Linked DNA regions of Sus scrofa: all the other regions are linked to region 4. The links are chromatin contacts, called in public Hi-C maps. All regions are on one chromosome and are shown on one strand. Each heading gives the region's core, a stretch centred on a gene start, on an enhancer-like site or on the middle of the called end of the contact. The rest is flanking DNA. Distances are from core to core; before and after follow the strand shown. Region 1 has its middle 15 kb from the start of SLC1A5. Region 2 holds the start of CCDC8 (coiled-coil domain-containing protein 8). Region 3 holds the start of FKRP (fukutin-related protein). Region 4 holds the start of DACT3 (dapper homolog 3).

The links. Hi-C and Micro-C count contacts between places; a contact is called where the count stands out from the background.
Region 1: a Hi-C map of subcutaneous adipose tissue shows a contact between it and region 4, with 2.5 times the contacts expected there. The contact joins the enhancer-like site here to the promoter of DACT3 in region 4. A contact is called at or near these places in 8 of 47 Hi-C or Micro-C datasets (embryonic fibroblasts, heart right ventricle, mesenteric adipose tissue and 3 more).
Region 2: a contact with region 4 is called in a Hi-C map of heart right ventricle, with 2.2 times the contacts expected there. The contact joins the promoter of CCDC8 here to the promoter of DACT3 in region 4. A contact is called at or near these places in 2 of 47 Hi-C or Micro-C datasets (embryonic fibroblasts and heart right ventricle).
Region 3: a contact with region 4 is called in a Hi-C map of embryonic fibroblasts, with 2.3 times the contacts expected there. The contact joins the promoter of FKRP here to the promoter of DACT3 in region 4. A contact is called at or near these places in 4 of 5 promoter capture datasets (fetal liver, liver and skeletal muscle), 27 of 47 Hi-C or Micro-C datasets (adipose tissue, alveolar macrophages, blood and 14 more) and 2 of 2 datasets of contacts at active chromatin or transcription factors (alveolar macrophages and skeletal muscle).

The regions. Positions count from the first base shown.
Region 1 is chr6:52,672,304-52,680,288 of Sscrofa11.1, reverse strand. No RefSeq gene overlaps it. Among named protein-coding and RNA genes, the nearest start is that of SLC1A5, 15 kb to the right of the region's middle. Within about 2 kb of position 5,433, at least 26 of the 83 cell types and tissues checked have an H3K27ac peak or open chromatin away from gene starts, as enhancers often do. A contact at or near this core is called in skeletal muscle and subcutaneous adipose tissue, where this site is marked.
Region 2 is chr6:52,471,547-52,479,087 of Sscrofa11.1, reverse strand. It overlaps CCDC8 (coiled-coil domain-containing protein 8), which reads right to left and starts at 4,580. Exons shown (of 1, transcript XM_003127233.4): 1 at 831-4,580. The coding sequence starts at 2,971. The coding sequence ends at 1,556.
Region 3 is chr6:52,622,883-52,630,748 of Sscrofa11.1, reverse strand. It overlaps FKRP (fukutin-related protein), which reads right to left and starts at 3,283. Exons shown (of 2, transcript XM_021094618.1): 1 at 3,231-3,283; 2 at 1-1,700. STRN4 (striatin-4) reads left to right here and starts at 2,839. Exons shown (of 17, transcript XM_021094615.1): 1 at 2,839-3,148. The coding sequence starts at 2,867.
Region 4 is chr6:52,549,480-52,557,075 of Sscrofa11.1, reverse strand. It overlaps DACT3 (dapper homolog 3), which reads left to right and starts at 2,818. Exons shown (of 4, transcript XM_003355955.4): 1 at 2,818-3,407. The coding sequence starts at 2,994.

The sequences.
Region 1 (7,985 bases), core at 4,184-6,683, 120 kb before region 4:
TCTATTTTTATTTGACAGCACTGCTCTATACATTTTGCTAGTCTACTTACTATCTGTCTCATTCCTACTAATAGAAAGTCCACTCCATGAAGACTGGGATTTCGTTTTATTTACCGCTGTGTCCCCAGGGCTTGCACAGTTCCCGCTAGTGGGTCCTCAATTAATATTTGTTAAATGAATAAGTATTATGAATTTTTTTCCTGATAAACTATCTCTCCCATGAACTCTCTTATATTCCCTCCTCCTACTTTACCCTTTTGGCTTCTTCCTCCTCTCTCAGAGACCCAGCATAGGAGCCAGATTGGGCAGGGAGGGGCCAGGTGAGAGGTGGAGAGATTTGGAATAATCCTGGAAGGCTTCCTTTAGGAGGGAGTAAGGCTGGTAAGAGAAGGACTCCCAGGCCAGAAAAGGTCTTCCAGATAATGACACTCCCTCCAGGAATGTGAACCTGCTGTTTCCATGGAGATGGTTGCCAGGTCCCGCCCCTTGGCTCAAAGTGATGGAAGTATTGTTGCCATGACGACCCCACATCCTCAGGATGGCAGATGTCCTTTGGGTGGAATTAGAGTGATATGAGATAAAAATAGCAGCTCTGGGGAGTCACATTCTACCACCTGCTGTGCAGTCTGGTTACAATCAATGGCTAGACCCCCAGCTGTCTGGCCCTTGGTCGCCCAGCTTCTATCCCTCTTTCCTGTCCTAATGCTTGGGCATTCCAAAACGCACAGAGAGGGCTGTTCCAATGCTCTGGCTCCTGAGTACCTTGGCCTCTTCTCCCCCAAAGATCTTGCCTTCCACCCTGCCTCGGTTCTCCCTCCTTCCTGGGATCAGAGAAGACACCTTGTCACAACCAATAACCACACTCACTCCATCCACGATCTCAACTTTGTGCATATTGCACTTGCCCTATCATTTGAACCTTTCCAGCTCATCCTTCTGCTAACCAGACTCCAGGAAGATTCCCCCCCACTCACCGCCCCCAATTCTCCGGCTAAGGTGGGCTGCACCTGCTCTGGTTGGATAAAGACGTTCTCAGGTCTCGCTTTTACTTCAGGATCTTGAACCTCCAGGGGGCGCTCTTGTCTGGCAAACGGCTTTTAAAGAGACCAGGGCCTCCTGTACCCTTAAATTGAATTAAAAGAAATTGTGGTAAAAGATGCATAACATAAAATGTACCATTTTATGCTGGAGGGGGTGTGGAGAAAAGGGAACTCTCCTATACTTTTGGCGAGAATGTAACCTGGTGCAGCCACCATGGTGAACAGTGTGGAGGTTCTAAAGATAGACTTACCATGTGATCCAGCAATCTCACTTCCCCGCATATTCCTGAGAACGATTCTAAAAGATGAATACACCCCAATATTCATAGCAGCATTGTTTACAATAGCCAAGACACAGAAGCAACAGAAGTGTCCATCAGCAGATGGATGGATAAAGAAGGTGTGGTACGTATATGTACAATGGAATATTACTCAGCCATAAAAATAAATGAAATATTGCTGTTTGCAGCAACATGGATGGACCTAGAAGTTATTTACTAAGTGAAGTAAATCAGACAGAGAAAGATAAATATTATGGGATATCACTTATATGCGGAATCTAAAAAATAATACAAATGAACTTACTTATAAAACAGAAAGACTCACAGACATAGAAAACAAACTTAGGCAGGGGGAGGGATAAATTAGGAGTTTGGGGGAGTAATAGATATACACTACTATATATAAAATAGATCGGAGTTCCCACTGTGGTGCAATGGGCTCAGTGGTGTCTCTGCAGCACCAGGAGACAGATTTGATCCCCAGGCTGGCACAACGAGTTAAAGGATCCAGGGTTGCTGCAGCTGCAGTGTCATACCTTGGCTTTTTTTTTTTTTTCTTTTTTTGTCTTTTTGCCATTTCTTGGGCAGCTGCCATGGCATATGGAGGCTCCCAGGCTAGGGGTCTAATCGGAGCTGCAGCTGCCGGCCTACGCCAGAGCCACAGCAACTCGGGATCTGAGCTGCGTCTGTGACCCACACCACAGCTCATGGCTACGCCAGATCCTTAACCCACTGAGCAAGGCCAGGGATTGAACCCACAACCTCATGGTTTCCAGCTGGATTCGTTAACCACTGAGCCATGACAGGAACTCCTGCAGTGTCATACCTTGGATCTGATCCCTAGCCTAGGAACTCCATATGCCATGGGGTGGCCAAAAGAGAAAAAAAATTTAATGAAATGGATTTTAAAAAATAAGGATATGCTGAGTTCCCATTGTGGCTCAGTGGTAAGAAACCCGACTAGCATCCATGAAGGTTTGGGCTCGATCCCTGGCCCCATTCAGTGGTTAAGGATCTGGCTGGCTGTGAGCTGCCATGTAGGTCGAAGATGGGGCTTGGATCTGGCTTGGCTGTGGCTGTGGCTGTGGGCCGGGAGCTGCAGCTCCAATTCGACTTTCATATGCCGCAGGTGCGGCCCTTAACAAAATAAAAAAATAAAATAAAAATTAAAACTATATATGTATATTCTAGAATATGTATTGTAGAATACTATATATATATTCTGTATATATATTCTAAAATATATAAATATAAATATGTATGTAAATTTTTAAAAAAAGAATCTCAGGACTTTCCCACCTATACATTCTTGTCTCGCTTCCTCTTGGTGAGGCTAGCTGTGGTTGTCAGTACAATGAAACCATAACCAAACTAATGACAGGCTGGTGAGGTTCACGACAATTTTCCCAGCTCCCATCAGTGATAATCAAGTCGCCAATGTAATCATGCTTCACCATCACAACTAGAAACTAGAAAATGACCTTGGAGCCTAGCCTAACAAGAACCCAGCAGGTGCCTCTTTTTCTGGCATTGCCGATGCTCTCGAGAATGTCGGTGGGCATGCATGCCAGCATCATAATGGCACGAAAAGATGGTGGCTGAATAACATTCCATTGTACCAATATACTGCATTTTGTTTCTCCTTATTTGATGGACACCTGGATTGTTTCCTAGACTGCTTGTTTTTTTGTTTATTTATTTATGTTTATTCTGGTGGCATGCAGAATTTCTTGGGTCAGGGATCGAACCCATGCCGCAGCAGTAATATGAGCCACAGCAGTGACAATGCCAAGTCCTTAATCCCTAGGCCACCGCAGAACTTTTTAATAGCTTCTCCTCTCTCTTCAAACTCCTACACCTCTTCCCTTCCTGCTCATTTTCCTTTTTTTGTCTTTATTTTATTTTATTTTATTTTTTTTGGTCTTTTTTAGGGCCCACCCACAGCTTATGGAGATTCCCAGTCTAGGCGTTGAATTGGAGCCACAGCCACAACAATGCCAGATCGGAGCCGCATCTGTGACCTACAGCACATCTCACGGCAATGCCTGATCCTTAAACCACTGAGTGAGGCCAAGGATCGAGCCCACGTCCTCGCGGATACTGTCAGGTTTGTTACTGCTGAGCCACAACAGGAACTCCTCCAAGTTTTTTTTTTTTTTAATAGCTGCACAGGAACTTCCAGGGCCAGGGATTGAATCTGAGCTGCAGCCGCAACAATGCCAGGTACTTTAACTCACTGTGCCAGACTGGGGATCAAACATGTGCCTCTGCAGTGACCCAAGCCACTTCAGTGGGATTCTTAAACCACTGTGCCACAGTGGGAACTCCTACAGACCTTTTAAAATTGTGAAATGGAGATATTTACTTTCTCCCACAGGCCTTTTGAGTCTTCTGAATTTTGCACCCTGACCGGATCTTATCCATTTAAATTAATAAATGACATTCTTTTTAAAAATTAGCCCAGCACTTGGCACGCAGGGAGTCAGCAACTGGAAGTTATGTTATTGTGCTGATGGGGAAAAAAATGGTCCCCTTGGCTGGTCCCACGTGCTTCCCCCCGCCACCTCTCCATCCCGGAATACTCATGCCTGGGGTGCTGCGTCTCCCCTGAGCCTCCCACGCTGGCCCAGCCCAAGGCCAGCTCCGAGGTGTTTGATCTGACCACTTCAGAGCCTTTGACTTGGGCTTGCAGCCCATCAGAGGTGGCTGGAGCTGGGCATCCTCCCTGGCTGGGCCTTTGAGGATGGGATGAAAGAGGCTGGGCTGGGTGGGGAGTTCATGGGTCAGCTGGGTCAGCAAGGGGCTGGGGCAAAGGGGAGGCAAGGAGGCAAGCCTTCCTGGGGGGGGACCAGGGCCTTTGCTGAGCACCTGCTGTGTCCCCAGGCCTGCACTGGGGACTTAGTTGTGACTACCCCTGTCCTCCCAGGGCAGTGGGGGAGACAGGCCAGTGACCAGAGAACTACAACCTAGAGTGAACAGGGTTAGGTGGGGGCTGCCTGGTGCAGTCGAGGAGGGCTTCCTGGAGGAGGAGACCCCGAGTTCCTAACAGAGTCTATGACATCCCTCATGAAAACCTACCCTTTGGTCTGCATCTGGCGACCCTTTCCCTCACTCCCTCCAATCTAGCCACACTGGCTTGTTTGCTTGCTGGCTGGCTTGCTTTCTGTCCACTCCATGGCAAGGGATCCGATTCAAGCCGCAGCTGTGACCTAAACCACAGACGTGGCAAAGCTGGATCCTTAACCCACCATATGGGGCCAGGGATCCAACCTGAGTCCCAGCACTCCCCAGATGCTGCTGATCCCGTTGTGCCACAGTGGGAACTCCTGGCCTTCTTTCTGCTTCCTGAATTCTCCAACGTCATCCTCACCCTCTGAGCCATTGCACCTGCTGTTCCCTTGTTCTGATTCTTTCCCAGTTCCTCAGCAGGCAGGCCCCTTCTCCTCGTTCAGAGAGCCGACCATTTATTCTTGCGGCATTTAGCTCTTTTTAAGAATTCTCTTATTTCTACTTTCTGCTGACTGCTTCATTTCCTGCTCTTCCCAGCTAGGATGCGGCCTCTCCTCCGTGCCTGCTCCCTAATCCAAGCCCTGGCAGGATGCCTGACAAAGGGTGATGCCCCGTAAATCACTGTTATGAGAAGGAAGGAAGCTAAGATCTCCGCCATAAGCCAGGGTCCTGTGAGGAGGCAGGGAAAGGCGTTCCAGGCAGAGGGAACAGCAGGGGCAAAAGCGTGGAGCCGAGAGAGGGCTGGTGTTTCAGAGGCGCTGGGGAGGTGGCATGTGGCTGGAGCAATGAGCCTGAGGAGGAGGCGGAGAAGGAGGCTGGAGGAGGAGGTGGAGGGAGGAGGGCGGGAGAAGAGAGGGGCAGAGGTCGAAAGAGGAGGGAGGCCCTGGAGGGGAGCTTTCATCCCCTGGCCTGTCGAAGACGGTGGGATCTTACTGGAATCTTTTTATGCAGGGGTGGAGGTGGCCAAGGTGCCTTTTTGGGAGACCCGCCTGTCTGGCTCATAAAAGCCAGGCCTGAGGGCCAGATGTCACCTCGCAGCGCCTTCTAAGGGCTCCGGGTCCGCCTTCCGCAGAGAGGCCTCTGGATCAGGCCAGACGGCTTGGCAGCCCCATCCGGTCCCCGCTCCAGGGTCACTGCCCCGGCCTCCTCCTGGCCCGGGCTCATGCTCCTCCTCCGAGAGCCAGCTCCCCTCCGCAGCCCGAGGCGCTGCTTTTAATAGAACGCTTGAAAAAAATATGAATAGGTAATGAAAGGCACCGGCCCAGCTTTCTAAAGGTACAGGATGGGTGCAGTGTGAACGCCTTCTGTCCTCCCCGGGGCGCTGGGGCCATGCGTCTCTTGCATTTTCTCCCCGAGACAATCTATCATTTGTAAGAACACACAGGGGCATCTTATTCTGGTCATTCCCACGATGCTGCACCTCACTTTTTTTTTTTTTTTTTTTGATTGATGTACTGAGGATTTACAGTGTTGTGTGAGTTTCTGGTGTATAAAAAGCGATTCGGTGACACATGTGACTAACTGAATAACAGACCCAGATACAGATTCGTTTTCAGATTCTTGTTCATCATCACAAGATATCGACTACAGTTCCCTGTGCTGTACAGTAGGACCTTGTGGCCTCTCGATTTTCTAGAGCGTAGCATCTGTGTGTTGATCCCAAGCTCCTGATTTATCTTCCCTTCCCTTTCCCCTTTGGGAACCGTAAGTTTGTTTTCTGTCGGTGAGTCTGCTTCTGTGTTGTAAATAAGTTCATCTGTCTCCTTTTGAAAATTTTTCTTTTTCAGCCGCACCAGAAACTTACAGAAGTTCCTGGGCCAGGGATGGAATCTAAGCCGCAGCTGTGCCAATGCCAGCCCCTTAACCCACTGCGCCAAAGCAGGAACTCCTGTGTCGTTTTTTAGATTCCACATATGAGTGATCTCATATGATATTTGTCCTTCTCTCTCTGCCTTACTTCACTTAGGATGATCTGCTCAAGGTCCATCCAGGTTGCTGCAAATGACATCATTTCATTCTTTTTTTGGCTGAGGAATAGTCTATTGTATATATGAACCACATCTTTATTGATGTATTTATTTATTGCTTTTTTAGGGCCACCCCTGCGGCATTTGGAAGTTCCCAGGCTAGGGGTCGAATCGGAGCTACAGCTCTCAGCCTACACCACAGCCACAGCAATGCCAGATCTGAGCCCCACCTGCGAACTACACACCAGCTCACGTCAACGCCGGATCCCCGACCCACTGAGGGAGGCCAGGGATCGAACCCACATCCTCATGGATATCAGTCAGGTTCGTTTCTGCTGCGCCACAACAGGAACTCTGAACCATATCTTCTTTACCCATTCATCTGTCAGTGGATACTTAGGTTGCTTCCATGTCTGGGCTATTGTTACTAGTTTGTGCCTTATTTTTTTTTTTTTACTTAAGTGTATATTCATTCATTCAACACATATTTATTGAGCACCTGCTATGTGCCAGGCACTCTTCTAGGCAGTGGGGATACAGCAGAGAAGAAAACAGACAAAATTTCCTGCCCTCTTTGACCTGACATTCTAGTCAACAAATAAAGACAGTCAACAAATAAAGTGACAAGTGCATTTTAATATTACATAGTAGGTCAGATGGCACAGTCAGTGCTGTTGATAAAACATAAAGCAGGCGGAGAAGCTGGAGTGTTGAGGTGGCAGGAAGGTTTCTGTTTGATTACGAGGTGGTCAGAGATGACCTTGATAAAGGTAACATGTGAGCAAAGGCCTGGAGGTGGTAAGGAAGCGAGTCACGTGGTTATAAGAGGGTAAGAGTGGAACAGCAAGGGGAACAGCAAGTGCAAAGGCCCTGAGGTGGGAGTGACCCCGAAATGTACCAAGTCCAGGCCGGAGAGGAGTGAGTAAGGAGGAGAGCTTGTGCGGGGGTGAGATACAGTCCTGTAGAGCCTTGTCCACAAATTGGCTTTGCTGTCTCATCCTGAATGTGTGTGTGGGGGCTGGCTTGTAACAGTTTGTGAGGCCCGATTGCAAAACCTCTGGGAATTTTGCAAGCCTGCTTTAAATATAGCCATTACTAAAACATATATAAACTCTGGGTCACCTTGCCGTGCAGTAGCAAATTGACAGAACACTGTAAACCAGCTATGATGGAAAAAATAAAATCATTTTTTAAAAAAGTATATAAACTTATAACTAAATAAATTCTTTCTTGGCCACAGCTACAGCACGTGGAAGATCCTGGGCCAGGGTTTGACCCTCACCATAGCAGTGACCCAAGCCACAGCGGTGATAACGCCAGCCCTTCAACCCACTGAGCCACCGGGGAACTCCTAAATAAATTCTTTTGCACACAACGATTTATTGCCTCCTCATTATTATACTACATTTTACTGCCATCTCTGTTCTAGAGGTTAGGAAAATCCCACCTGGAGGATATCTTCCAAGTCTGTGTTCCAGGATGTTCCACGTGTTGGTAGCTTAAAACCAGCTGTGGGGGGGGAGTAATTTACACCACAGACACGGGCAAACGCTGCAGCTCAGGACTGTTTTCTCCCCCAGAGAGCTGGCGGTTAAACATTCACCAACACACCACCAAAGCACTTGCAGATCTGGCTCATTCTTTTGCAAAGCTGCATAGTATTCCCATGCATGGATGGTCCATAACGC
Region 2 (7,541 bases), core at 3,331-5,830, 80 kb after region 4:
AGCACTGGTCCACCGCCTAGCGGCTTCAAGGCTCTGCCTGTTGTTTGAACGCCGGGCTGCAGGAAGTGGACTTTCCCATAGAGCAGTAGTTCTCAAAATAAGATCCTGAAACCTGCTGCATTCACATCTCCTGGGGCCTTCTTAGGAATGCATATTCTCAGGCCGGGGCCAGACCCACAAACCTACTGAATCAGGTCTAAGAAGCTCAGGCCAGGACTCCTGCCAGTCAGGAGGACCAAGCTGGTTTTCAGACCTCCCTCCACGAATTCCTTTTTCTCCTGCTTGTATCCGGGCTGGGGAGTGGTCGTTTACTGTCTCTTTTTCCCCTGGTGAGGGTGGGGGAGGGGGAGACACGAGACAACGAGCAGAGATGTCCCCAGCTCCCAGAGCTGCAGCAACCTGATCTCATGATTAAAAGCTCCAGTCCCAGCATACTGCTCACCAACACACCGCAGTCCACCTTGTGGCCTGTTCCTATTGCAGTGATTTTTCTCAAGGTGTTCAGCAGCCTAGCTGCTCCAGGAGATGTTTGTGGGGCTTGATGGAAACAGACTCCTGGCTTGCACAGCTCACCCTAGCAATTCACAGCTCTGGCATGAAGGGCCCCAGAACCTTCATTTTGGACACGTTTCCCTAGTGATTCTTCTGTACCTGGGAACCACGATGGGACAACGCATGTAAATGGCAAGCCCTGGACCCATCAAGTGTAGGGATGGCAGGCAAAGTGAGGTGAACACGGTCACCATCATGGAGGTGGGAATGAAGGGGACACAGGGCATGACAAAACCACCCTGGAGCATTCTTCAGTTGCTGGGCCCAGAGGCAGGAAATAAGTTTGTAAACATGTTTATTTGCATATTGACCTGTGCCTTCTTTTTAAGTTCAAGGAGGCAGTCAATGTAAGTGTTCAGGCAAGATGGTGAAGAAAAAAGGGGAAGGGGAAGGAATTTCTCCCCTGCCTCCCTTTTCAAGTGGAGCACCTAGAGTTGCACTTGAGGAAGTTAAAATCTTGGGAGATGCAACCCCGTTCTATAGGTTTCTTTACATTCTTTGAGTTGCTATGAAGAGTCTGTATTTTTTTTTTTCTTTTTTAAGGGCTGCACCCGCGGTATATGGAGGTTCCCAGGTGAGGGGTCTAATTGGAGCTACAGCTGCCAGCCTACGCCACAGCCACAGCAATGCCAGATCTAAGCCGCGTCTGCACCACATCTCACTGCAACACCAGATCCCCAACCCAATGTTCGAGGCCAGGGATCAAACCTGCAACCTCATGGTTCCTAATTGGATCGTTTCTGCTGCTGCATGATGCGAGCTCCCTAGTCTGTATTTTTTTTTTTTTAAATCAATGCATGAAAGATACAATTTTAGCAAGAAAAAAGAGGGGTGTTAGGCGGAGATTAGAGGGGCACTGCCAGGCCCTTGATTTATCTCCATTTTCAAGTGTGGGGACAGATTATAGCATCTCTGCCCAAGTGCAGGGGAGTCAGGGACACACCCTGGCTGGCCAATACTGTGACAGGTGGCAGGGTCCTCTGTGACCCCCCCTGCCCTTGCCTCACAGCTGATCTTCTTGCTCTTCATGTTCTGCTTCTGCTCTGGCCTCAGGCCTCAGGACCCTGAGGCTCCTGGCCTCGCCTGCCCTGGGGACTCTCTTGGGCAGGGTGGGCAACCTGGGGGTGTGCCAGAAGGCTCTCCGGCGCTTTCGAAACCACGAAAAGCGGCCGGGGGTCTGGAACCTCACTGTCTTGACCGGTTTCCGGGTCCTGGCTCCTGGGGTTGCCCCTGTGGCTCTCCAAGCAGCTGAGGATTCAGCTTCCTGGACAGCCAGGGCCTCTGCCCTCTGACTACATGCAGCTTCTGCCCTCTGGTCAGGAATGGCCTCTGCCCTCTGGACAGCTGGCGCCTCTGCCCCCTGGACAGCTAGGGCCTCTGCCCTCTGATTATCTGCAGCCTCTACTCTCTGGACAGTTGGGTCCTCTGCCCCCTGAGCAGCAGGGGCCTCAGCCCTCTGATTATCCACAGCTTCTGCCCCCTGGAGAGCTATGGCCTCTGCCCCCGGGACCACTACTACCTCTGCCCTCTGATCATCTGCAGCCTCTGTTCTCTGAGCTCTAGTTGGGGCTTCCTCCCTCCTGCGACGACGGAAGGAGGCCCAATTGATTTTGGGTCTCCACCGACTTGGGGGATTCTCAGGCACCCGCCCATCTCCTGCATTTCCCCTGTCCTCCCCGAGGCTTGAGCTGCCTGGCACCGATGCGCCATCCCTCTCCACCCTGGTAGAGGCCTGCCGGGCCTCACCCACCCCTGGGCTGGACCTCGGTGCCCAGCCCTTCACCCTCCGCTTCAGCTTCCCCCAGGACACCTGGCTGACATATTCCCGCCATCTATCAGCCTTGGACAGCTGGGGTCCCGGATTGTCCTCAAACATGGGCACTGGCAGGGTCACACGGCGGCGGGCCGGCGGGGCACTGGGCTTCTTCTCTCCTCGCCGCAGGAAGGCCTCAACCAGTTCCTCGTCATCCTCGCTCTCCAGGTCGCTCCCAAGGAATTTGCTGCCCAGGTAACTGACAGGCATTTTGCGCAGCCTCCTTCCACGCCCCGTGCCTTTGTGGTCCTTGTCATCCTTGTCTCTGGAGGTTTCAAAGTCGCTGAACTCGCTGTCACTGGCATTGCTGCTGTCATAAGTACCCACGACCAGCCGAGGAGGTGGCGTCACCATCTGCGGGACTCTCCTCCTCGATCCGGGCTCCTTGGGCTTTTTAGGGGGCTGGGGCGGGTGGGGGGTGCTCTTCTCGATGATGCGGGCCACATCCTCCAGGGTGCGGCCTTCTTCCTCCAGAAACTGGATCAGCCGCTCCCGAAATTCCGCCTCCTTGGTGGCGGGCTTGGAGATAACCCTCCAGACGCCTCCCGCCAGCCTGACCTCGCGGGGGATGAGCAAATAGTCTACGTCCTCGCCGATCTGCAGCATCCCCACCGTGGAGTCCTCCTCGCGGCGGAACACCTTGCCGATCTTCTTGAATGTCCCCACCGGCTTCAAGGCTTCCACGAGGACGTCCAAATCCACATCTTTGCAGATGTCGGGGACGCTCCAGAGGATCAGGCAATCAGGGGAAGGGAGGAAGCCCCAGGGGAACCAGCCCCCCACGTGGCTTTTCTCGAGGGTCTTTAAGATCTCCAGGGTGAAATCTAAAGTGCGGGCAAGGAGCCCAAACTACTCGCAGCGCCGAGTCTTGGGGTGGGGATGCGGTCCCAAGAGCGCGGCCGGGAATCTCACCTCCCAGTTTCTCTGCCCGCAACAAGTCGGGTCGTGATCCAGTTCGCTCCCCTCAAGGACTGGTGGGAATCGATTCAGGGTGCTTACGTGAGTCGGAGTCTCAAGGTTCCAAGCCCGCCGCAAGCTGTAAATGGGTGTCCCGGCTCCAACTCAGTGTAAGGACTGCTGGTGGCTCTTCCTGTGCCAGGCACAGGGGACGTCCCTGGAACTTGGGAAAGGACTTTGCAGACAAAGACGGCTCAGCTGTGGCTGTTCAATATGGCCGAGGCTCTTGGAGGCCGCAGCCAGCTCCCCAGGAGGGTCTCCCGCCCCTAGGCAGGCTGCCACCTCGGTCCAGGCTGACCTTGACGCGCCTCCGCCCCCAGCCTGCGCGCCCAGGGCCGGCGAGTGCGCGCGCGGGCAGGAAGTTCCTCCTCGCCTTCCCCCTGGATGAGGCCCACCTTCTCCCTGCTCGGCTTACACTCCCGGACTCGGGGAAGACTGACAGGGGGGCTGTCCACTCCCCTTGGGGCGCCCTCGCCGCCCTCCCCCCCAGGGGTGTGGCTGCGCCCCGGGCCTCTCAGGGGCCCCGGCTTCCAAGCCAAAGGCCTGCGGTGCCGACGCCCACGTCAGCAGCTTTCTCTGAGAAAGGCAGCAGTTCCCGAAACTACCGTCCCAAAAGTGCGGGTTCCAGCCCAGCCCTGAAGGTGGGCGCGCTCATCATCGGGCAATCCCTTGGAAAGCCACTGACAGTATAGTACCATCTTAAAATTAAGTGACTTTGGGTACCGGCAGTTCCTAGCCATATACCCAGACATGTGGGTGAAGAACCTGGTATCAAGGTCTTATTGCAGCTCATCATGGGGCTTGGCACAGAGTAGGTGCTCAAGAAATATTTTTGAGTGAATGAATGCACCTAATTGTTCACCGGTAGGGACTAACGGTGAAATACTAGGCCGTTATGAAAAAGAGAAGTGACTGAGAATAAACACATTTTAGGGAGCACTTCCTACGTACGAAGGACCATGCTAAGTGCTTTTTATAAATTAACTCATAAAATTCACACAAAAACATCAGGATACAGATAATACGATGCTCATTCCCATTGTACAGCTGAGGAAATAAAATCAATCTCTTGCTCAAGGTCACATGGCCAGGAAGAAGACTGAACCTGGATTTGATTCTGAAACAGTCTAATGTGTGTGTAGACCAAAGGGCCTAGGTGTATACATACATTTGTCATGTGTAGAAGCACTGCCAACAGTGGCTATATCTGGGGACCCCGGAGGTGGCTTTTCACTTTTCACATGACTTTTCACTCTATCATTTTGGAGTGCTTCAATTTTTAACAATCAAAAATGTTAACTGAAATAAGTTAAATTAAATTGAAGGACCTCAGATACCTCAAAAATGTTAATTGAAATAAGTTAAATTAAAGGGTCAGGATTCGCAAAGCTTCTTGGGTAACTGTGAGGCAACCACATGCACAGCAACAACTGCCTTAGTAATAATAACGGTTAACCTGCATGGATGCTTTCTTTGAAACCAGGCATCCTGAGTGGGCCTGTTATGAATCTGCAGAGCTACACCGAAAGGTGAATGCCTTCACTATCATCTCCTTACAGCTGGGGACACTGAGGCTGGTCCCCGATTGCACAGTTCGAAGTGGAGAGCCAGATATTTGAACCAGATCCCAGACGTTAGAACTAACTCCAGGCTCTGAAGATACAGCTGATCTGCGTCCTCCTGAGAGTGCTAGGCTGTTTGACCCCTTAAAAGCCATCGCATGTCCAGCTGCCCTCAATGCTTGCCTGGATCCATACAAATCCCTCCTCGTGGGGCTCCCTGCTTCCTTCTCACTGCCTATAATCAATCCACCCCCAACCTAGCAACTTAAGCCAGATCTGTCTCTCCTCTAATTTTTTTTTTTTTTTTTTTTTTTTTTTTGTCTTTTTGCTATTTCTTGTGCCGCTCCTGCGGCATATGGAAGTTCCCCGGCTAGGGGTCGAATCGGAGCTGTAGCTGCCAGCCTACGCCAGAGCCACAGCAACTCGGGATCCGAGCCGCGTCTGCAACCTACACCACAGCTCACGGCAACGCCGGAACCCCGACCCACTGAGCAAGGGCAGGGATCGAACCCGCAACCTCATGGTTCCTAGCCGGATTCGTTAACCACTGCGCCACGACGGGAACTCCTCTCCTCTAATTTTAAAGTCCTCGCCATCACCCACAAAGTCCCACTTCCCGCTCTCTTTCTCTCTTCCTCACTCCACTCCAGCCACACCTGCCTCCTCATTGGTCATCCAATAAATCGGGCTTACCTCCACCTTCAGGTCCTTTGCATCACTGGTCCCAACACCCAGAAAGTTCTGCCCCTACCTTCTCTTGGCAATCTCCCTCTGCTCAAATGTCATCTTTTTTTGTTGTTGGCCGTGCAGAAGGTCTCAGGCTAGGGATCTAGCCCATGCCACAGCAGTGACAATACTGGATCCTTAAGCACTAGGCGCTAGGGTGTTGCAAAAGGTTATCACTTCAGAGGTCATACTGCACCCTCCCCAAATTACTGAGCAGTCTCTACCCTCTTGAGGACCCTTTAGCTTAGGAATTCTTAACCTTTTCCATGTCAAGGACCCTTTTCAGGATAGTTTTGCAATGCATGGTATTGTATTATTGGATTACAAAGGAGACCAATTTTAATGTATGCAAATGTTAAAAAAAAATTCCCCAAACACCAAAAAACCCGGGTAAACTAGTGACTCTAATATAAGGTATAAAAATAAACACATATGGAGTTCCCGTCGTGGCGCAGTGGTTAACGAATCCGACTAGGAACCATGAGGTTGCGGGTTCGGTCCCTGCCCTTGCTCAGTGGGTTAATGATCCGGCGTTGCCGTGAGCTGTGGTGTAGGTTGCAGACGCGGCTCGGATCCCGAGTTGCTGTGGCTCTGGCGTAGGCTGGTGGCTACAGCTCCAATTCGACCCCTAGCCTGGGAACCTCCATATGCCGCGGGAGCGGCCCAAGAAATAGCAACAACAACAACAACAACAAATAAAATAAAATAAACACATATAATTTCGTTTAACTCACAGCATGTGATTTCACTTAACTCGTGAAGGAACTGGGCAGATGTTCGGGGTAAGCGGGAAGAGAGAGAGGGAAAGAAGAAAGAAAGATACTTGGCAGGCAGAGGACGGCTAAGGTCTCAGGGAAATTTTTGTACAATTATTGGCTCATTTGGATTGTTTTTGCTTTTACAGAGCCAGGTCTTTAGGCTTTGCTGTATTTTCTCCTCAAAAAGTCCATCCCAACTGCCCCCGGGCTCAGTCCCCGCCCCCCAACCGCGCCCCGCCCTTTTTTGCACAGCTTCTAGCCCCGCCTCCCAGCGGTCTCCATGGCGACGAGGAGACGCGCTCCCTCGCTAGAGGCTGCTCTGAGAGGGTGGGCGGGGCAGGGCAGCGCCTCTTCTCCGCTTCTTTTCCCATCTCTAGGCCTGATTTCCTCGTCAGTTTCTCTGAAAAGCTGTTTTGTAGGGGCCCGAAACTAAAAATTTCTAAATGTTGACTTAAGAATCCAGCCCTGAGAAGTCAAGGCTTCCACGTGGGAATGACCTCGCAGATGAGACACTGGGTTTTGTAACTGGTAAAAGTTGCGTATGTGGCGGAGGCGGGGTGGGGTGGGGTGGTGGAGATTATCCTAGAAATAAAAGCCCAAATGTTCAACATTTTTGCAAAAATTGCCAACCCCTGGGCAGTTCCGCTGTGAGGGATTTAGATTCCCAGTTCTTTGGCAGGCGAGATTCTCCAGCCGCCCCAGAAAAAACGATAATTACAGCTCCCACTTTTATACTTGTTTAAAAGAAATGAAAAACCCAGCAAGAATGGAGAAAGAAAACAAAACATGGCTCAAATCTCTCTACCCAGCTACCCTTGGTTGCCACTCTAGAAAATAATAATAAAGGTGACAAGTACATGTTACGAAAATGCTGGAATTGCCGAACCGTGTAAAATAAAAAATGTCTAGCTACCAGCCCTAAGCCTCCAGCCCCTTCCCCCAGAGTAATCTCAATTAAATACCTCTGTGCTTTCCAGGAAAAAAATTCTTGCAGGGATAACTTTAGAATTTACCTCATGAGGGTTTTTAACATCATCCTGAATTATTTTCACCACATCGCTTCCTGGTATTTTCTTATTTATTGTCTCACCCTATTGGAATTCCAGCCCTATGAGAGCAGAGATTTATATTTGTCTGGTTCGTTCACTGCTGAATTTGCAGAATCTAGAACAG
Region 3 (7,866 bases), core at 2,034-4,533, 73 kb before region 4:
TCTGCTATATACCCAGAGCACAGCTCAGTACCTGGCACACAGCTGGTGCTCAAGACATCTGTGTGGAATGACTGACTGACTCCCATTATTCAGAGGGGGAATCTGTGGCCCAGAGAGAGGAAGGCTGGAGGGAGTAGAGCCCAGGCCTCCAGCCCCGGGCCCTGGCTCTCACCACACACTGTCCAGCTGCCTCTTGCCAGGAAGTGCCCAACAGGACAGAGAACAGAAACTAGTTCCTCAGGGACCAGGGGGAATGAGAACCAGATGAGGAGGTGAGGGGACCAGAGAGGAAAGCAAGAGGAATCATCTAGTCCCTGACAAGGTCAGGCTTGGCTTCCCCAACTGTAAGGACTTAAAATCCCTTCACTGGGGCAAAGTGGATGAAATGATGATTTTAAAGGATCATAATATGTCAACAGTTCTAGCTGCTCGTGATGTGCCAGACCCTGTTCTAAGAACTCTACTGATACTGGAGTTCCCTTTGTGGCTCAGCAATTAATGAACCTGACTAGAATCCATGAGGATTCGGGTTTGATCCCTGGCTTCCCTCAGTGGGTTAAGGATCCCGCGTTGCTGGAAGGTGTGGTGTAGGTCTCAGACGTGGCTCGGATCCCATGTTGCTGTGGCTGTGGCGCAGGCCAACGGCTGTAGCTCTGATTGGACCCCAGCCTGGGAACTTCCATATGCCACAGATAAGGCCCTAAAAAAAAAAGAAAAGAAAAAAGAAATTTAGCAATACTAACTTATTTAATCTTTGTGTTATGATCACATTTGAAGATGAGGAAACTGAGGTTCAGAAAGGTAAAGTCACTTGCTTGAGGTCACACAGCTGGGAGGTGGCAGACCCAGGATTTGACCTGGAAGCGGGCTCCAGAGTTGTTTTTTGTTTTGTTTTGTTTTTTTAGGGCCGCACCCACAGCATATGGAAGTTCTGAGGCTAGGGGTTGAACCCAAGCTGCAGCTACAGGCCTATGCCACAGCCGCAGCAACGTGGGATCCTCAACCCACTGAGCAAGGCCAGGGATCGCACCAGCATCCTCACGGATACTAGTCAGATTTGTTACCACTAGTATTTAAGCCACGATGGAAACTCCTCAAGAGTTGTGCTTTTAACCAATAAAAGCTGTCTCTCTTGGGTGCATAAAGACAGTCCATTCTCAGCCTATCTTTAGCGAGATAACCCCTGTCCCCAGCCCTGACCTGACAGGTGCTTTCAAAGCTGAATATGGCACTTTAATTAATTAGTTCAACGTCGTTAACTCAACAAAGAGATATTTATTGAGTGCCCTCTGTGTTCTGGGGACACAGGATGAACCAGGCGGTTGTTGGACAGGCCCTCCAGAGGGAGGAAGATAGATAAAACCATGAAAATGACTTACTGACAGGGCAGGAAACCAGCAGGGGGCGTGAGAGAGAAAAAGGTGGCCATGGGAGGAGAGAACACTTAAGCTGAGATTTTGTCTCTCCTCTCCCCACAAAACAATGTAAGTGGGTCCAGATTCTGCCCTGGCTTGAACCTCAACTGCTGCATCTGTAGAATGGGAATGTGATGGGTAGAGCAAATGAGTGATATGTAGAAAAACCTTTGGGGACAAGGGCAGTTCCCACGAGTGCTGGTGACACTGAGGGGCTGCTTACCTCCTAGGGTGCAGGCTGACGGAACTCCAAGGGGGTGGTTCCAGCCCAGCTCAGCTGCACTGCTGAAGGAAGATGAACCAGAAAACCCCAAATCAACCAACTTCACACAACAGGGCACAATTTCATCTTATGAAATCTCATAAGCTCAGGCAGGCATCACCTACCTGAAGCATCTTAGCAGTGAAAGGAAGGCTGTCATAGCAACCTATACCCATCCCTTCTTTCGTGAATGTGTCCAGAAAGGTAGGGGTAGAAGTGATAGAAGGTGTTACCATGACAACCCCTTCCCTAGACACATTACATTCTGAGAGACAATCCTAAAATGTCTTCTACCTTGGTGGGCCTGGTTCTAGGGTCATTGGAAGGCAGAGTGCCCCCATTACCATAGTACCCAGGACTTGGCTCTGCCAGTTTCTCACCTCCCTAGGGATAGCCCGCATCTTGTAACCATAACAACTACTCCTCAGCAGAGCATCTCCTCCTCTAAATAAAAACACCTGGCTGGTCCAAGGCCCTCCCACCATGGGAAAGGGGGAGATGGTTACCATGGTAATGCCAACCAGGAGGCTGGGGAGAGGGGCTGGGAAAGAGATGTTTCCCTCAGCAGTGTCCTTGGGGCCAGGCTCCTTTCTACCTGAGCGCTAGGTGAGGTTGCCATAGTAACCAAGGAGGGTAGGGGCCGAAGGACCACCGGGGACTTGGGTGACCTTAGCAACCTCCTATAGGTAGGTGCAGGGCCAGGAGAGGTGGAGCTCCAGGACCATAAAGGTGGAGGGGAAGGGAGGCTAAGGGTGTCCCCGACTGAGGAAGAGTTACCATGACAACCGCCCCGGGCCAGGAATCAGGATGGGGCCATCGGTGAAACCACCCCTGGTGGTCGCCCTTTCTCTCAAAGAGGGACGGTGATCTAGGAGAGTGGTGTTTGGGTCTGGAGAGGGCTAGAATCTTTCTTTGGGGTGAAGCCGGAGGAGGGGTACAGGAAGCGGCCCCTCCCAAAGTCCTGCGCTTCCTAAGGGGTCTGGGTCGCGTTTGCCCTCCTCCAGGCGCGCGCCCCTCCTCGCCCCTCCATGCGCGCGCCTTGGGGGTCGACCCGGGTGGGCGAGGCGCGCGCCCGACATCGTTCCCGGCACCGGCCCCCCCGGCCCCCGCCGAGCGCGCGCTCGAGGGCTGGCGCGGCCGCGCAGGCGCGCGAAGCACAGCGGGCGCGCGGGCCGGCCCCGGGGCCTCCATGATGGAGGAGCGAGCGGCCGCCGCTGCCGCCGCCGCCGCTTCCTCCAGCCGCCCACTCGGCTCCGGCGCGGGCCCGGGCCCGACGGGGGCGGCTCCGGTCTCTGCCCCCGCCCCCGGGCCCGGCCCGGCTGCCAAGGGAGGCGGCGGCGGAGGCAGCCCCGGCCCCACGGCGGGGCCGGAGCCCCTGAGCCTGCCGGGGATCCTACACTTTATCCAGCACGAGTGGGCGCGCTTCGAAGCGGAGAAGGCCCGCTGGGAGGCGGAGCGCGCCGAGTTACAGGTGAGCGCCGCGCCGAGTTACAGGTGAGCGCCGCCCAGGGACCCTCGACCCCCCCGCCCGGCCCGGCCCGGCCCGGCCTCACCCGCCGCTGCCGCCGCCGCCATCTTGGAGCAATGGCCGCCGGGACTGCCGGGGGGGGGCGGGAGGGGACCGCGACCGGCCCGCAGACGGAGTGAGGGGCCGTCCGAGGGGGGTCCTGAGGGCTCCTGGGCGGCTGGAGACGGGAGGGGGGCCCAGGGGCTGGAGGGCCCGACCGGGGCAGCCAAGAGAAAGGGCGCAGGGGACCAGAACCGGCTGGGAGTGGGAGTGGGGGTGAACGGACTGGCCGAAGGGTCCCTGAGAGAGTGGCCTCGGGGACCCGAGCGGACCCCAAGAGAACTCGGCCAAGGGTGATGAGAGGGCATGGAGGGGTCTTGTACGGGAGTGAGCAAAGAACATGCAGGGTGCTGAGGGAGTCACACTCCGTCCCCGTTGGAGGTGGAGCCCGGCGGGCCCCGGGTGGGAAGAGGGGACGTTGGGGGGACTTGGGACTCGCCGGAGTCGAGAGCAGGTCGGGGCTGGGCTCCCTTGTGAGTAGGGAGAGGAAGTCAGGGAGCTCAGGACGGGTTTGTTTCGGAGTGTTAGGACGGCGGGGACTGAAAGATGGCTCTGCCGGGACTCCGGGGAGGAGAGCGAGGTCTCGGGGGTGTCAGATGAAGGTGTGTGCCCCTTCCCTCTGAGGAGGAAACTTTGTGGAGCCTTGGCAGTGCGTCGCTACCGCCTCCCGGGAAGGGATCCCGGGGGTGGAATCATGGAGGGGGCCAGGACGTGCCCCAGGAGCCTGTGCTGGAAGAGCTTGAGAGCCGAGAAACTCTTCGGGGATGTGGGAGATGGGGGGACTCCCGCCCAGAGATGGGAGGTGTGGAAGATGTCAGGTGCAGAGCCCCGACCTGGAATGAGAGGAGGTCGGCCGTGTCCAGCGGTGGAGCTGGGGCGTGGGGTGAAGACACGAGGAATTGGCCGAATCTGGGGGTGGCGGGGAGCATTTTGTAGAGCAGGAAGGCAGCCAGAGGAAGAATCTCACAAAGATCCTGGGGTGGGGGGTAGTGTTTGTGGAAGTTTCTGGGAAAGGACTCTGGTTTGTGGAGTAGCTTGAGGGAGGGCTGTACCCCTGGGATGATGTTTGGAAGGCGCCGAGGAGCTGGGCTGGGTTTTGTGACCTTGAGAGATGTGGGTCCGTTTGCTGGGTGTCCCTAGGAGCCTGGGTATCAGAATTGTGAGGATTTTAAGGGTTCTAAGGATGTGCTGCCAGGAGTCTGAGGGGTCCTGGTCTGTGGTGTTATCAGCAGAAGTCAGCGCCTGCTTCTAGCATCTTTCCCCCTCTGATTTGCTGTTTCCTGTCTAGGAGAGGTGGGGACTGAAAGAAACACCTGGTTAGAATTTTGTCCATGGGATGAATAGAGAGAGCATCCCGCAATTCTCCCACCCCTGTAGGGATCCTGGCTCTGTGGTAGCTGAGGCTTGGTGCTGGGGGGGTTGGGTGGGAGAGAAATCCTTATGCAAGTACCCCTTGTTTTTGTGTTCCATCTCTCCTTCCAGAGCTCTTTCCCAGAGTACGTCTTTTTAGATCTTCTTAGTACCCCTTCATGTAGGCAGGGCCAGTGTCCTTGCCCTCGCTCAGCAGCTGCTATCGCAGCTGCTGTTTATTGAGCACATACTATGTGCCAGGCATTGTGTCAGGCACTTTAAATAAATCCTTGCAACCTTCTGGGAGGGTAAGTGATATTCCCCCCCTTCCCTCCCCTTTAAAGAAATCAAGCAGAAGAGGAAGTGGAGGCTTTGAGCAGGTCAGTGATTTATCTAGACTCATAGCCTGTGGGTGGCAGAGGTGGTCTGTGGGCTTTCGAGCCCATGCGTTATACTTCTCTGATGCCCAGGACAGAGGAGAAGCCTGTTCCAGGAAGTTCTGGCCTCTGCGGGAACGTCCAAGCAGTCACAGCAGACCTGGGGTTAAATCTTGGTGCTTGGTGTCTGGGACTTCACACCTGTGCAGCCTGCAGCACCCCCCAACCCACCTCCTCATCTTTGAGACAAACAAGAGAAAAGATGTGTCTGTTCCCCTCCTTAGTGGTCTTCTTGGGCTTTGGGAGAAAGTTGTGGATAGCACCCGCTTAGACGCTCCTTTGTCTAGCCTCCGGCGCCACTCACTTTGTTTTCTTTTGTTCTGTTATGTTAGCGCACATTCAAAGCGCTCAGGCATCTGTGTGCACATATTACATACATGTGAGTGAAGGGGACCCCCGTCCCTTTCCTGACCTGCTCCCTAACTCGCCTCCCCAACTGTTTTCTGTGAAAGTAGTTCAGCTCCATGTGTGTAATATATGAGATCATATCATGTGTATCATTTTGTGACCTTTTTTCCCACATAGTCATGCGTCTTGGTGTTCCTTTCATATCAGCACAGAGAGCAATACTCACTGTTTTTGAAAACTATATTCCACTGGTGTTTGTATCCCAGCTCATTTAATTGGAGCCCTCTTGATGGAATTTTAGGTTGTTTGCAGCAAATATCCTTGTATCCCCGCGTGAGTACAGCAGAAGAGACGGGTGGAGGGGGTGGAACAGGAGAAGAGGTGTGTTTATGAAGCGGGGACTGGGTCTGGCAGGTTGCCCCGCATTTACACTCGCATCAGCAGCACCTCTTTTTATACACTTTGACTTGAGCACTTATCACTTAGAGAGGTGCGACTTCTCCTGTGAGATCCTTTAAGGCCTGGACTGTATCAGATTTTTCCAGTTCTGAATACCTTTTCTCCAAATAGCTGAGTGCAGCTGCTCCTGGCACAGGACCTGTGTGCAGTCAGTGTGTGGGGAATGGCAGAAAACACAGCCTTGTGAGGTCCTGCCAGGAGGCGCCCAAGAATTCAAGCAGGGAGGCAGCATCAGCACAGGTGATAATGAGCAGGACTTTGCCCAGTGGGGGGATTCTGAGAAGGAGATGACGCAGTTTCTGCCATTCAGAAACTTCCAGGCTGATGGAAGAGACTGGTTTGTGCAGGAGGCTACAGAGACCTCTGCACGGTCACACGGTAGAGGTGTTTTTTTTTTTTTTTGTCTTTTTGCCATTTCTTGGGCCGCTCCCGCGGCATATGGAGGTTCCCAGGCTAGGGGTCAAATCAGAGCTGCAGCCACCAGCCTACGCCAGAGCCACAGCAATGTGGGATCCCAGCCGCGTCTGCAACCTACACCACAGCTCACGGCAACGCTGGATCCTTAACCCACTGAGCAAGGGCAGGGATCGAACCCTCAACCTCATGGTTCCTAGTCGGATTTGTTAACCACTGCGCCACGACGGGAACTCCCACGGTAAAGGTTTTGACTGTGTGGCTCTGTGCATGATCCGTGGCTCTTCTGGGAAGGGATGTGAGCTCTCTGAGGACAAGAGGAAGCTCAGGGTGGGGCACGTGGGTCTGAACTGGACATTTCACGTAGGGCAGCGGCAGGGAGCTGTGGCGAGTGCGCTGCCGGCAGAGATGGTATGGAGCTGGCCCCTCCCCACTTCCAGCCTCCCACGGGGCACTGAGGGATCCATGGGGACCTAGCCCTGCCAGGAGCCCCAGAGGAGTGGAGTGCAGCAGATGCAGTGGAGGGCCAGGCGGAACTGAACTGGCACGGGAAGGGGGCTGGGACAGAAAGGTTGGGATGTGGAGGCGTCGTAGCTCTTGGGCATCTCAGCCCCTCCAAAAGCTTTGTTGATGCAGCCGGGGTGGAGAGGAACAGCTGGAGGGGAGGCGGCAGCCCTGTCTCAGCGCGGTTTTGGGGGCGCATGTGTTCCAACAGTCTGGCCAGAGGGAGTGGCGGTGGGTAGAGAACTTCCAGATCCCGGCCTTACCTGCCAGCCCACCGCAGCGCTGGCAGATCCTGCGGGGGTGGGAGGGACTGGCCACCAACACTTCCCCCTTTGTGGTATTCCACCAACCTGGGATACTTCAACCACATGTTTCTGGTTCTCTTTTTTCCCTTCTTTGCCAGAGGATCGGAGCAGAATGGGCTTAGTAAGATTCTCACGTCATCATTAGGAGAGGGGAGATCAGGGCTTGATATGGGGGCGAGGAGGTGAAGGGGGAGGCTGAGCAGGTATGAGGGCCGGGCACGATTCTGCTTTCTCCCCCACAGATGAGGGTCACTAGGTGTTAACAGTCCCATCTCCTTATTGTTAAATCCACGCATGACCCCCTTCTTCCTGGTCCTAATCTGGGCCACTGTCATCTCCCACTGGGATTTCTGGGACTGCCTCCTTCAGTGGCTGGTCTCTGCCTTTAGCTTTGCTCTCCCCTTGCCCCCTGCAGCTATCACTTCTCCACTTTAGAGCTTGTGGAATTACCTCTGCAACATGAAAATCTGATTACATCTCTCTTTGCCTAAAAAACCTTTCCAGGGAGTGCCTCAGTGGTTGGGAACCCCTGTCATTGTCTCTGTGGATGCAGGTTTGATCCCTGGCCTCACTCAGTGGGTTAAGGATCCTGAGTTGCTGCCAGCTGTGGTGTAGGTGGCAGATGGGGTTTGGATCCGGTGTTGCTGTGGCCATGGTGTAGACTGGCAGCTGCAGTTCCAGTTCAACCCCTAGTCCGGGAACTTCGATGTGCCATGGGTACGGCCATTGCACAAAACCAGTAAACCAACTAATAATCAAAAAAACACCAAAAACCCTTCCATACCTTCCCCTGTGCTCTTAGGAT
Region 4 (7,596 bases), core at 1,569-4,068:
TAATTTCATCTTCACCCAAGACTGAAATGCAACTCCAGTGGTTCCTGGGTCTGTTGCGGGTTGAATTGTGTCTGCCCCAAATGTATGTTAAAGTCTTATCCCCCAGTATCTGAGAATGTGACCTGATTTGGAAAAGAGAATCATTGCAAATGGATTGAGCCTTGTCCCATGTACCGCCCTTCAAGACCCCTCCCAACTCAGTGCTCTCGTAACAGGAACTTCTCCCTACTCCAACCATCTATGACTCCAGATTCATGTGCTTCTAAAGCTTCCCTAATGGCCCCTTCATGGGCCTCAGTTTCCACAATCACTGAATTTTACTGACGCCTTAACAACCCTAATGACAGGAACCGCCTCCTCATTGAACTCACCTGGGTTTCCCAGCGATCACAATATTACCAATCCTGAGTCAACTGGTGCTGCTGATGATACCTCTCAGTATCCGTGGCTTGTGTCTCTTATGATTCATCTCACGGTCCCAGTCCTATCCTTGCATCTTGGTTTTCCACCTTTAATCAATATTTGTTTTTTCTTTTTCTTTTTCTTTTTTCTTTTTTTTTGGTCAAGCCCATGGCATGCAGAAGTTCCCAGGCCAGGAATCAAACCCGAGCCACAGCAGAAACCCAAGTCACAGCAGTGACAATGCCAGGTCCTTAACCCACTGAGCCACCAGGGAACTCCTAACATTTGTTTTCTGACCAAATAAATAAGGCAATGGTTTCCGTGAGTCTTGGGATGCCCCCAATGATGTGTAATTTACATGTGGAGACTTTGCAGCCATTAGTGTTTCAGTGTCCCTTCAGTCTATCAATACCTGAACTTCACTCTTTCTCCTGCCAAACCCCTAACTCACAAATGTAAGAGATCTGCCAAATCTTGGGAGGCAGACACTCATGCATATGATCTCCTTTTTCTCGTTCACCTTGGAACAAGAAACCAAACGCTTGGGAGTAAACTCTTAAGGGTTTAATATGGCTTCTGACCACGTGTGGGCAACTCTTATACCCAGGTTGGGGGCTTCCAGGAAAGGGACTTGTATGCTGTGGTTGGAAGCAACCACTGCACGTTCATTCCCAGGAATTCGACAGATGTCATCAACATCAAAAGGCCGACAAGGAAATCCACAGAATAGCTACTGCTCTGACTCCACCAACCAAAGATCTCTCTTCACTGATTACTTGGAACCCTCTCAACTGGCTGTCCTCTGGTCTCAAGTCTGGGTTTTACTCCCTTATTCAACCATTAATAATGCTCTTTTTTTTTATTGCTCTTCTTAGAAATACCCATTTTCAAATGGCTGGTGAGCAGAACACTAAATCACCTCAAGATCCAACATTTTTGCCAGCAAATGGCTCGACTGGTTTTATACAAACAGCAGGGATGTAAACCAATCCTGACATCACCCCAGACACTAACTACTAAGAAAATCTTGTTTGAAAGCAAGCTCTCCATATCCCCCTTCATCAATCAGATCATCTCCCCATCGCTGGTGAATTCAGGCAGTTTACGACAGTCTAGGTCTGTCTTAAACAAGAAAGGGATTGAATAGTTTGTCTCTACTAAAATCCAGATTCATTTTTCTCCTTGGGACCAGCTAGATGATTTTTTTATTTATTTATCAGATCCCTCTGTGACTTTATACATGGAAGGCACTGCTCCAAGCACCTGACAGACATCTCAGTCCTCGTAACAACTGTGAGATAGGAAGTATTACATAGCTAAGGAAACTGAGGCACAGAAAGGCTAAGCACGTTTCCCAAGGTCGCACAGCTGGAAAGTGGCAGAGCTGAGGCTCACCCCAGGCAGTTTGGTTCTGGAATCTTTGCTCCCAGAAATTGCCTCTTCAGCTCAGGACCAGGTCATCTGGTGCACGGGGTATCATAAAAGAGGGAGCTTCTTACATGATTTTCTGGGCCTTGGCTGTTAGGGAGTCAAGGTCTATCTGAGAAATGGGCATGAACTTCGGAGCTTGATCCTCAAGGTTGTAGGTACTCGCACTCGGCGTAGTGACACAGGTTGGCCGCCTGAGGGGGCGCTAGCCCCGCTTGCCGAGCCAGGGAAGGGAGGAGGGAACCTTGGTAACGAATGTCAGGCTCAGACTTTTCTGAACCATAGAACGTTGAGAACAGAGCATCTTAGAAGGCTGAGAACAAAGCCTCTTAGAACATAGAACAAAGGCCCCTGGAATCGTAAAATGGTGAGCGCAAAGCCTCACAGCATCTGTGAGACAAAAGATGCTAAGATTCTGTTCGGGTGGAATCATAGAATTACACCCATGGTTTTACACTTCCAGAATTTGGGACATGCTCTCAGAAGTAAGACTGGCTACCAGAGCAAAACGAAAATGCGGGGCCCCTTGTTCAAAAAATGAAAAATCCAAAACTAACAGCAGAATGTTAAACCAAGTTTGGGGCCTTTCTAAGCCGGCCAGTGAAGCTCGCCCCGCTTAGAAGCATTAGTTTATGGGAGGATGTCGGAAGTTGCCCTGGCCCTCTAGTTTTACAGCTGAATGTCTCGGAAGGCTTCCTGGAAGGGGAGGCAAAATCTGGACTCGATTCTTAACCCTTTCCGCCCCCTTGCGCATCTTCAGAAGCAGAAGGTTAGGAAGGGCGGAGGGAGAGGAACTGCTGCCAAAATGTCACGTGCACCCATTCTCTATTTATAGATCACCCCTGCCCCTCTCGCGGGACAGTCCAATGGTAGCCTGAGCTCTCCCGCAAGGGGGCGGAACCAGCTGCGGGGACCCGGGAGATACGGACCAATAACATTGGAACAAGGGCGGACTTGTTTCATTGTGACGTGTGGGGGCGTGGCCAGGGCCCTATGGCAGGCGAGAGGCGGGGCGTGGCGAGGCGAGGTGGCCGGTAAGCCGAGCGAGTAGGCAGCTGCGAGCATACGTTGCGTTGAGGGGCGCGGGTGCACAGCCGAGTATCTTCGTAAAGGGAGGGTACCGGCCAATAGGCGATGGTTGCTCTGTCGCCGGGGGCGTGGCCATGCAGATAAGGCGCGGGTGGGCGGCCCAATGGACGGGCGCCTATGCAGATGAGACGGTGACAGCCGGGCCAGCGGGCGGGCGGGCGGGCTGTTGGGGCGGGGAGGTGGGACCGGGAGAGGGGTGGCCGCGGGGCCCGGCCGGGCTGGGGCGGGGGGCCGCAGCCATGATCCGGGCCTTCTCGTTCCCGGTGAGCCCCGAACGGGGTCGGCTGCGGGGCTGGCTGGAGGGCAGCCTGGCCGGGCTCTGCGAGTTACACTGGCTCCGGGAGAGGCAGGAGTACCGCGTGCAGCAGGCGCTGCGGCTGGCCCAGCCCGGAATGGGGGGCGCCGAGGCCGAGGACGAGGAGGACGCCGACGAGGACGAAGATGCGGCGGCGGCGCGCCGGGCTGCAGCAGCCCTGGAAGAGCAGCTGGTGAGGGGCCGCCTGTCCGTCTGTCCCTCTGCCCTCGTCTGTGTCTGTCTCTCTGTCTCGGTTGGATGCTCAGACACCCGTCCGGGTGGGGGAGGGAAGAGGGGGAAAAGAGAGGGGGGGTGGGGCTGGAGAGTCTGGGCGGCGGGTGGGATCAGGCCTCCCTGCCCCCAGACTGGGGAAGGGGACTGCATCGCCTCCGCCGGACCCTCGTGTGATGCAAAAGCCCATTCCCTACACCCCTTCCCCAAAGCGAATCCATCTGGGCGCCAAGTATGTGTCAAGCCCGGGCTGAGTGTTAGGCAGGCGTTGTCCTCTTGCTGCTTGGAGGATAGGGGGTGATAGTTCTCATTTCAGAAAGCAACAAAACGGAGGCTCAGAGAGGGCCAGCGACTCACCCAAGGTCACACAGCGGGATCCAAGCACGCCCCTCTCCCAGCCTCCATACCAGGGCTCCGTCTTCCTAAGTCCTAGTGTGCTTGGAGATCTCCGGAGGGGGCGGGGTGGGGGGAGGGGATCCTCGGGCCTCCTGAGGAAGGGATTGCTGCTGAGAGGAAGCTCGCAGCCCTTTAGGACCCCATGGTGATCTTGATCCTCTGGTAACACTTTCCTACCTGGTCCCAGTTCTGGTTAACCCAGGAGGTGGCAGATTGAGGCAGCCTGGGGGTCTGACTTCTAGATTCCCTGGGCGCTCTGAGGGTGGAAGATAAGCCAAAGGTCTCCAGAATGACTTAAGGAGCATCGTCGCACCTTTCTCCTTTATGTCATTTCTTAATTCTCCTGACGTCTTCCTGGGTTTCTTGCACTCCCCCCCCGCCCCACAGCCATTTCTCTGTGACTTTCTGTATCTCTTTCTCTGTCTTTTGCCATCCTCTGTCTCTGTCTGCCTGGTCTTCCCTTCTTGCATTTCTGCACCTCACTCTCTTCTCCTGCCCCACAGTCCCTGTCCCTCTCCCACCCCCCACCGCCTGCCAGGCCCCAGACTCTGGCTCCACTTGCGGATCCCATCCCCAAGCCTGTGTGTGGTCAGAGCTTCCCGTTTGGGGAAACCTGAGCCGAGGTAGCAGGGGGGAGGGGGCTCTCCCTGCCGCTGACCCCGACTGCCCCCTCCCCAGATGGGGAATGGGGAGGAAGACTGAAGCCAGACTCTGGGGCCGCAGCGGCGGGGAGAGGGACCCTGCACATTCTTCTCTGGAAACAGAAACAGCTGTGGGAAGCCCCACCCCCCCTCCCAAAGTTAGAGCCGCGTGGTGGGGGCCTTCACCAGCTCTCCCCACCCCCCAGGCTGGCTGGGCTTGGGAAGGCACCTCCCACCCCTCCGAGGAAAAGAAGGCTTGGGGATGGGCCAGCTGTGTCCTGCCTCCCTGCCCCTCAGCCTCTCCCTCTCTCTGCCTCAGTCTCCCCCTCCTCTGCCCCTCTGTCGTCCTCCCAGCCTTCAGTTACCCCCCACACACACCCCACGAAGTGGTAGTGGAGAGGCCTTCCCTCGCCCCCAGGCCCCCCACCCCCCAATCTCCAAGCAAAGCTCCGTCCCAGCGTCAGGGAGGAGGCGGTGGCAGGCGACGGGAGGGAGACAGCGCCACTGAGGGAGGAGCAGAGAAGCGCTAAATATAAACTCCTCCGGTGCTGGGGGTTCCTGGGTCCTTCCAAAGAGGGGGCGGGGCCTCCTCTGATCCCTGATCCTCTGTCGAGTGATACTTACCCCTCCTCCTCCTCTCCCCCCCCCACCCTTTGAAGCAAGAAAGACTGAAGCCAGAGTTGATTCGTTTCTAATAGGAATGATGGGGGATGCAGGTAGAGATAGGGGGTGTCTCAGAGAAAAGAGGCAAGAAACCCGAATGGGGGCAGGAGTCCTGTTGTCTCTCACCAAGGAAAATGGGCCCCTTTCAGCAAGAAGGACTTAAGTTAGACTTTCAGAAGGACTTCCTAACAGAGATAAAGGGAATTGGACCCAGACTAAGGACATGTGAGTGGGGAGAGCAAGATCTGGGAAAGTTTGGGCCAAGGGGTCTCCAGGGCGCCGAATCACATTCATGTTAAACTTGCCAGAGCCGGACGGCCTCCGAAGGGCTTCCAAAAAAAAAAGGATGAGGGGCATTGTGGGAAGGCAGGGAGCCAGATCCAGGCCAAGGACCTTCTGGTCTTTTAAAGATACATCCATTCCCTTGCAGCTGGAAGGAATGAGGTCAGACTTACAAATGGGAGGGGGTGTTGACTTGGGGGTGTGGGGGGTCCAGGCACAGGGGAGGAGGAGCCCTCTGCTGTCTATCTTTCTAACTTCTGCTTGTCCTTGCAGTGGAAGAACTGAAATTAGACCTGCAGAACTTATGGGGTGGTGGGGGGATCTTTTTCCTTTATTTCTAATTACACATGTAAAACATGTTTAATACTTTCCTTGATGGAAATTCATAGCTTTCATGTAACAAAAAAAGCCAGCGTTGATTAAGTGCTTAAAAATAACCACTGTTTAAACTCATTTAATCCTCCCAACAACTGCACAGGAGGGGGAGTTGAATGATGCCCATGTTACAGATGAGAAAACTGAGGCCCAGAGAGGTGAAGTAACCTGCTCAAGGTCACACAGCCTGGGAAGTGGCAGAGCTGAATTTGAACCCTGGCAATTTGGCTCCAAGCCAGGCCTCCGTAAACCCTTCATCTCACCATCCCGTCCACTCACCCTTCCCTTGACCCCTAAATGCACCCTCTCGCTGTGACCACTGCCACTGAGACCCTGGCGTTAGTTCTGCATCAATGCTCAGAAACAGCTTACACATAACCAAAAAATATAGAGTTTTGCTCTGCTTTTTACAAATTCCAGTTTCTTGGGTGAGGTCTTAGAGACCATGGCAGTGGTTCTCAAAGTGTGGCCCTCTGGACCAGCAGCATCATGTGGGAACTTTTTGGAAATGCAAATTCTCAGGCCTGGAATCTGGACCTTTGGTGGTTGGATCCAGCATTTTTTTTTTTCTCTCTCTCTCTTTTTTTTTTTTTTTGTCTCTTTAGGGCCACACTCACGGCATATGAAGGTTTCCAGGCTAGGGGTCGAATCAGAGCTGTAGCCACCGGTCTACACCAGAGCCACAGCAACGTCGAGCTGAGTCTTCGACCTACACCACAGCTCGCAGCAATACCCAATCCTTAACCCACTGAGCAAGGCCAGGGATTGAACCTGAGTCCTCATGGACGATAGTCAGTTTTGTTAACCTCTGAGCCACGACGGGAACTCCTGGACCCAGTAATTTAGATTTTCACATGCCCTGCCCTCAGGTAGTTCTGATTCACCCTTATATATACATTCTGCATTTTTCTTTTTCCACTCCATGATAGATCTTTGTGATGGTTCTATATAGAACTGCCCCATTCCATTTTAACAGCTGTGTAGTATTCCACCGTGTTCATTCATTCATTCCCCAAACATTTTCTGAGTGCCTACTTTTTACTGTGCTATTATTCTAGGCAGTTGGGAGGCGGCGGGCTGTGCAACTGTGTACGAAACAGACAAAAAGCTCTGGGCTTCTGGGGCTGGGGCTGACATTCGAGTGAGAAAGATGATCAACCAAGGACAGCCTGATATATCATTTTAGGTCAAGAGGTCACTACTGCTCTGTGGGGGAAACAGCAGGGCAACCCAGGGGCAGAAGGATTGGGAGCTATTTTGGAAGGGGGGGTCAGAGACGGGAGCGACCTGCAGGAAGCAAGGGAGTGAGACAGGAGGACATGCTGGGGAAACACATCCTACCCAGAGAGGTAGGAGCGTGCCTGCAGGGTTCAGGGAACTGAGGAGGCCAGTGTGGCTACAGCAGTATGAGCAAGGGCACGATGGGCAGGGGTCAGGGGCGGCCCTGGATGTTTTTTAGCCACCTCCGTTGCTGCACAGTTCAGCTGCCTTCCTGGGTTCTGCTCAAAGATGACACCACCCCAGAGCATCTCTGTACACTCAGGGCAAGAGCCCAAAGTGGAACGATTTGGATTTGTTGACTTTCCTCCCATAAACAAGCCCAGAGAGGGGCTTCTGTTCTGGGGGGAGGGGCGAGGACGGGGCCCAGAAGCGCAGCCTCTAGAGTCGGAAGCTGGGTGGGGGGAGAGATTTGTCTGCGGGGGAGCCGGCCAGTCTTTCTGCCCTAAATAGGCAAGGCTGGGCGTCTGCCCTCCGCGTCCCTCCTCCCTCCCTCCCTCCCTCCGGCCGCCTGCC